Regions from separate parts of the Danio rerio genome. Here region 2 is linked to region 1. A link is a contact called in public Hi-C data. All regions are on one chromosome and are shown on one strand. The core of a region is the stretch at or near the end of the contact, and the rest is flanking DNA. Distances in the headings are between cores, read along the strand shown.

Region 1 (3,552 bases), core at 682-3,181:
ATGTCATCGATGTAGGCGTCAGTAACAATGATTTTGCGAGAGTTGACCGCTCGCCCCTCGTGGTGCATTCCTCGTTGGTCAATAATGTGACGTACAGCATTCTGCCACATTAGTTGCTTGCGTTTCAAGTTGGGTGATGGAGGCACAATTGTGCAAACTTGAGGTGGAACAGTGATTTCTGAAGAATTCAAAGCCATGATCTAAACAGGCTTTAGATCCCAGAACTCAGCTTGAGACTTCTATCAACTGCACGAACCTAAAACCATGAAAAGTAAAAGATTTTATCATTTAGATGGGACATTAAAATTGTGTCAGTTTGAAAGCAAAAAACTGACTTTGAAATGAACTAACAATGCATGTTAAATCATAATACTTCTTTGAACCACATATTACACCCAAAAGAACATGACAAAACAAGTTTAATAACCCTTTAAAAACATTTTAAACTTAAACTTTTCCAGAAACTAACAAAACATAGTTACATTCCTCTAAAAACACCCCCAAAATGAATTCAGTGTCCATAAAATATGTTTGACACTAGACAAAATAAATGTCCCAAAATACACAAAGACTCACAAAACAAGTTCAATAACTCTTAATAATAATAAAATAATTCCTTACATTTATATAGCACTTTTTTGGACACTCAAAGTGCTTTACACATTAGTGGAAATCTCCTCATCCACCACCAGTTAAACCCCTACACTTTTTCAAAAAACATCCAGGGATTTTTCACAACCACAGAGAGCCAGGACATCGGTTTAATCTCACCCGAAAGACTACGCTCACTGAGCAGTACAGAATCCCTATCACTATAGTGGGGCATTAGGACCCCTGCTGGTCTCACTAACACCACTTCCAGCAGCAACTTAGCGTTCCCATGTGGTCTCCCATCCCGGTACTGACCAGGTGCAGCCCTGCTTATCTTCAGTGGGCAACCATGTGGGAGTAGCAAAGAGCTAGCTAGTCTCTTACCCAAGAGTTTCTTGATAATACACTCAAAATTAATTAAATGCCCTCCAAAAAAAAAAAAAAAAATCAAGTTCAATGCCCCCATGATACCCCCAAAATGACACTCCTAAAACAAATCCAGTGCCTCTCAACAAGGACCGTTTAATTACTCACAAAACAATCTCATATAAAAAGTAAAACACCCAAAATACTCATGAAACCAAATAAATGGCATGAGTGCACTTAATATATACTACATTTAATGCATATTAAAATGAGGAACACTGCTCAAATGATCTCTCCAGGACAGTTATTACATGACATAACTGATTTAAGCTGTACATAGATGTAAGTGAAAGTATACTTGCCAAGGATGGGGCTTGAAAAAAACCGGTAACGATGCATGCATCGGCTCATCCAGGAACAGTAGCCAAGGTGAACTGATCCAGACACAAGCAAATATCTAATATGGTACATTCTTGTCCCTCAGCGGTGTAATATTTGGCAGCTGAGTGCAGAATGAGTCGTCTTTGACAGATTTTCCTTCTGCCATTCCAAGCAGCATGACTATGCAAAGCATAGCTACATATATATAAATAAGACTTGTCTTCTATAATAATACTCTCCACAATTATAATCCATAAAATCCTGTCTCAAAACATTCCTTGGTTTTGGAAGAAGTCAAGCCCAGTTTTAAAAGATGTCCCGTCTGCAGTTGATTGACTCAGGCTGTCTTCAGGTAATGAAGTGATTGCTCGGCCAGATGGTCTGAAAGCTGCCGTGACCCCTTCCCAAAGGTAGAGCCCAATCTGCTGGAGCTTATCCTACAGAAGAATCTTGACTCTTGATGGAAATGTTTAGAGGCAAAAATAAGTGGACTTGAACTCGACACTGTGGCAGCGACAGAGGAGTTTGGGATCTAATGCACATGCACATTAACACACACATACGCTCCGTAATAGGTTGAAACATAAGGGATTATCTACTCAGCAATAGCACACGTGATCTATTAGGGCCTCATGGTCACCGCTAACAGGATAATGTCCATGACAGGTGAGTTTATGTGTGAAGGTAATTGGTTAACAAAAATTAATCCTCCTCCTGAAATGTATCTTTGGTTTCTTTATTCTATCCGGTTAATTAATCGTAGTATAAAAGGTATTTTTCCACAATATTTACAGGCCGTAGGCGTCATTGGACTTTATAATTCTAACCAAGACATCCTGAAAAGAAAAGTTGATCTTTTGCGACTGGTTGACCTCTGCTCTTGAGAAGACACGGCGCAGGGTTTTAGATAGCAGGTTAGGCCGCTGATTCAGGGAATGTGGGAAGTAAGCTGGATAAAGTGCTTCTCACTGATCTGGTTACCAAGAATATGTGCCGGGTCAAAAAGGGACTGAACCATCTGCTTTCCCTCAACACACATAAACAATAATACTTCTTACTTTAGTGGATGACTTAGGCCAGCCAAGATTAAATTGCACTGACTGCAAGCTTATTTTTTCTTGGTATTAAATAGTACAAAAGTTGTTTATATTAAAACCCAAATCAGAAAAAGATGGGACAGAATGGAAAGCGCAAATAAAAATGAAAGTAGTGATTTCTAAAATTACTTTGTCTTGTATTTCAGTGTTGCACATGATTTTTTTTCAAAATAAATACTCCAATTTTGCAACACATTTTTTAAAAAAGTTGGACCAGTAAAGCATTACCAGTTTGTAATGTTGCCATTCCATTTCACAACACTTAAAAGACATTTAAGGACTGAAGGCACCAAGTGATGAAGTGTTTCAGGTGTAATTGTGTCCCATTTGTCCTGCAAACAAGTCTTTATCCTTATTCATACTACAAACGACTCGCAACAACAAAGCGACAACCGACCATTCATTTTAAAGGAGAGTCAGCGACTTCCGGCGACCTCCGTTTACATAAGCGACAGCGACCATTGGCGACCAGGTTGGCGTGGCGAGTGATTCTCGCTCTGCTCACTCAGAGGCCAGTTGTATTCGTGCTGTATATATCTACTTAGACCTGCATTTGCAGCAGGTCGCCACGCAGAGCGACACGCAGCTACAAAGTGGATAAAGCATTAAGGTGGGCCTTAAGTACAGTATGGGTCTTCGTTGTCACATTTTGGGCTTCAAAATGCGCCACACATTCTCTATTGGAGACAGGTCGGGACTGCAGACAGGCCGGTCAAGTACTTGTATTTTCTTCCTCGACAGCATTCTTTGCATTGTCTTGTTCAAAAAAGTAACCACTACTTTCTTTTTTTGTTTGTATTTTTTTACTGTCCCAACATTTTCTGATTTAGGCTTGTACAACTATTTTTAGACAATAGTTTTTGAAAAGGTCTGAGAACAAGTGAAAATGTCATCAACATGATCACGGTTCATACACAAATATGCTTTATGCATGCACAAAATAACAATTAGTTATTTTAAAAAGTGAGTAGACCTATTGCCTTAAAAGTAACCAGTTGGATTATATAAAAAAAAGTGAATAAACTTTAAACTGTAACTTTTTTTAGATTTAGCACATTGTTCATTTACATAATTAAGACAATGGGCTCTATTTTGACGGTCCATGCGCAGAGCGCAA
Region 2 (3,775 bases), core at 81-2,580, 47 kb before region 1:
CTAGGGGGGGTGTCAGACGTTTAAAACTTTTAGGACATTCAAAAGCACTCACTGACAATGACAGGTCCAGTGAATTGCCTGCATTGCTGTAGAGCGTCACCTCAAGTGCCATCACTCTTCCATTCTTCATAAAACCCACCTAAACATGATGTTACAAAGCAAAAGAGCTTCATTAAAGTCCAATCAGGACAAGGACAATATCTGGTTAACTTGTATATACTTTTACCTTGTACTGTCCAAAGAAAGGATGGCGGCCACCTGTGACCAGCATGTCCTCATCACGATCTAACATGCAGCGAACCGGGCACTTAACCCTAAAGGAAAAACATAAAACAGTATGTTTAACCTACACTTAAAGTTCATCCTCAACATTAAATGAATATTTATTTGTGAAATTTTACTTTTGTGCGGCAACAGCAACCACAGTGGATAGAATGGTGCTCCGACTCTCTTTCCCTCCAAATCCTCCACCCATTCTCTTCACACGACACACCACCCGATTAGCAGGAACACCTAAAGCTTTAGCCACCAGAGCCTGGGCCAAACACAGCAGAACATGTGCATCAGGACAGTGCAATCAACGTTATATTTTGCATTAATACTATTTTAAAATTAGATAACCAATATCATCCGGCTTAGTCACCTAACATCATGACCAAAATCTAACCTAATATTACACGTCTTATGATGTTGTCTGCCTGCTGGGATCTCTCTGTTTTGATTCTATGATTGTATTGATGTGGATCGGAATTACTATCCTACACTAAATCCTAAAAGACTGAATGTTTTGTGTATTTACTTGTGTCTTGGAGGCCGACTGTGTGGACACAAACAGCTCCATTTCTCCATCCTCTCCACGAGGGACAGCCAGCGTGCAGTTAGTCTCCAGATAAAACTGTTCCTGCCCTCCAATGTGCATCTCACCTATAGAATTACATATTTAAGATCAACTCATCAAATTAAAGAGAAGCAGGTCTGACCGTGATACAAATGGTGGCAGAGAAAACTGCAGATCTACCATTGATTGACATACTGTTTCATCAATAAACATAATGTGTAATCTATTTATTAGGTATATGTTTTTCAGAAGAATGCAGTGTATCGTTATGATTTGGAATAAAATATAGATGTATAAATACCGTGCAGGATGTGATCAGAGTCTTTAAATCCTTGTGCAACATCTCCTTTTTCTATAGTTCTAACTGGCTCGAAGAATGACTTGTTGTTAATAGCATCCTGTTTGAAAGAGTGAACGCAAACAGTTAGCAAAGCAGACAAGCTTATCTCTCCATGTGTTATGTATTTGTGAACTATAAGCCATTTCCCTGAAAACCTTGAAAAATCTGGTTATGCAATAATGAAAGCAGAAAAACCACTAAGCAAGGGTGAAAGGTCAGAGCATGTGACCATTATTTTTCTCATTCAAATAACGTAGATCAGTGGTTTTGAGTCCTATTTTAGTCTTAAGAATATCCATGTTAATTTATTGGATACATGCTTCGGATAAAAGCAGGCCCGGATTGGCTAATCGGGAGGACCGGGAGAATTCCCGGTGGGCCGGTCTGTTTTTTGGCCGCGAGGGCCGGTGTCCCTAGATCCAGAATCTGTTGCTCTCAGCAGTCACACTTTTTAAATTTATTTATTTATTTACTTGACCACAGCCTTTTTATTCATTATTTTACCGCAGCTCTGCTCTTTTTATCTATTTTCTCGCAGCTTTGTGAGCAAGATGCAGCCTGCAGGTTAATGATGATATGATTCAGATGAGTCATTACTCAATGTATTTCTGTTGTGGTCCAGTGGTTAGCACGTTAGATTGCGACGTCGCTGACCCGGGTTCGTTCCTCGTCTGAGTAATTTATTTTTTTTATATTTATTGTTAAGACATATGATACTGTTAGGGTTGTTGAACATTTGAAGTTCTAAAGCAGCTGTTTTCTCAAAAAAAAAAAAAGACGTGATAATGTAATTAGAAACTGATTTGGAAATGACCTTATTTTAATATAGTCAGTCGTGAACTGAGGTGGGCCAGTCTGAGGCTTGAGACTCCAGGGCTGAAAAGGAGTCCCACTCCGGCCCTGGATAAAAGTGTCTGCCAAAAGCAGAATCCTGGGTTCCGTACAATCGATTTGTGTTGGGAAAGAATGAAGGATTTAAGTTAGCTTAATTAAAGTGTACATTTAAGTGGATTGAACATAAAATAATGAAGTTGTCACAAAAAGCCCTCAAAAATTGTGTTATTTCAGCTCATTTTAAAAAAGCAGTTTGAACAAACAGCAAAAATGTCATTTTTGAGCGTGTGAAGTAAACAGGGCTTGACATTAACTTTTTTGCTTACCAGCCACTTTAGCTAGTAGATTTCAAAGTTACTAGCCACTCTGCATTTTCACTAGCCACAATTATGTTGTTAGGAAAATACATTTAATATGCTTAAAATTGATGTTGGCATGCAAAATGACTTAATTTTAAGTAATTTAACTTGATCTAGGTCATTTAAAACTCCTGTGACCACCCACATTATAATATGCATAATATGGTATACACAGCTGGTATACAGCAGGCAGCATTTGAAGTGGATCAAAACATTTCATAAAATTTGACTTATAACCTAAACACTCGTTCTTTTCTTAGGACATCTTTGATACAGATCTTTTTTGATCCAGTTTAAATGTTGACAAATACTAAAGTCCCTTTCAGGTAAGTCATTTCACTTGGCAGCCATCTATAAAATGCCTTTTAGGCAGTAGGCTCGAGCATTCAGTTTCAATCAGGAATCGTCAAACTCTCTAAAATTGCTTGCCAAGCTTATGATTAAATTTCATATTAGGAATATTTAACAATAACTATCTCTGTAGTTTCATTTCTAAATAATCGAATCACACAGAATCTAGTTAAACTCATGTTCAGTCTGAGCCCCTCCCTAGAGAATTGTCAATGTATAGCAATCAATTATTGGCTCCTGTATTAGAAGGCGGGGCTTCGTTCACCATATTGGCCGTTACACTTTTTCCCCATAGAGTCTATGGCATAGACTGTTTTTTCCATTCAGAACTTAATGGGTTACATGTTTTGTGTATTCTATAGTCTTGGCAAATACATACACTACCGGTCATACCATATATAAATAAAGGAATTTGTAATCAATACACAATTAAAAGTGTAAACGGGAAAGATGCTATATTTTATATATATATATATATATATATATATATATATATATATATATATATATATATATATATATATATATATATATATATATATATATATATATATATATATATATGGGACTAAGCCGACAAGAAAATGAATGAATGATATATATATATATATATATATATATATATATATATATATATATATATATATATATATATATATTTGTTTATTTATTTAACTATAAACTATTTGTTAAAAATAAAAATTTATTAAAATAGTTATTACAAAAGCAGTAAATATAGTGCTGTGGAGTAGAATAATCTCTGCAGTAAAATACAAAAAAAAAAAACATGTTTGGATAATTCATTACAATTCATAAAAATCTAATTAACATTTTATGAGTGAATGAAAGACAGATATATTATAAATATCATAACCATCTTTCATAATCAGATTCCTTCCTTCTCTACTGGTCTTATGCTGGGTTCACACCAAAAGCATAAATTAAGTATTTGCATGAGTAGATTACACACAAAGCCAATGCTAATGCATAAATAAAAACCAAATAATTGGCACACAGCGTGAGTAATGAGGAATGCACGATGGTATTTACCAA

What was found. A called contact is a pair of places that touch in the nucleus more often than the background predicts.
Region 2: a Hi-C map of embryo shows a contact between it and region 1, with 1.8 times the contacts expected there. The contact joins the enhancer-like site here to the promoter of si:ch211-132f19.7 in region 1. A contact is called at or near these places in 3 of 18 Hi-C or Micro-C datasets (caudal fin, embryo and an unstated tissue) and 2 of 4 datasets of contacts at active chromatin or transcription factors (embryo and gastrula embryo).

Annotation. Positions count from the first base shown.
Region 1 is chr17:35,015,938-35,019,489 of GRCz12tu, reverse strand. It overlaps si:ch211-132f19.7, which reads right to left and starts at 1,931. Exons shown (of 19, transcript XM_683811.11): 1 at 1,320-1,931; 2 at 1-256. The coding sequence starts at 197.
Region 2 is chr17:35,061,941-35,065,715 of GRCz12tu, reverse strand. xdh (xanthine dehydrogenase) reads right to left here. Exons shown (of 36, transcript XM_683891.9): 20 at 1,140-1,236; 21 at 800-924; 22 at 402-535; 23 at 227-314; 24 at 53-139. The region is part of intron 1 of LOC137488123; the gene reads left to right. Among named protein-coding and RNA genes, the nearest start is that of xdh, 17 kb to the right of the region's middle. Within about 2 kb of position 1,330, at least 3 of the 62 cell types and tissues checked have an H3K27ac peak or open chromatin away from gene starts, as enhancers often do.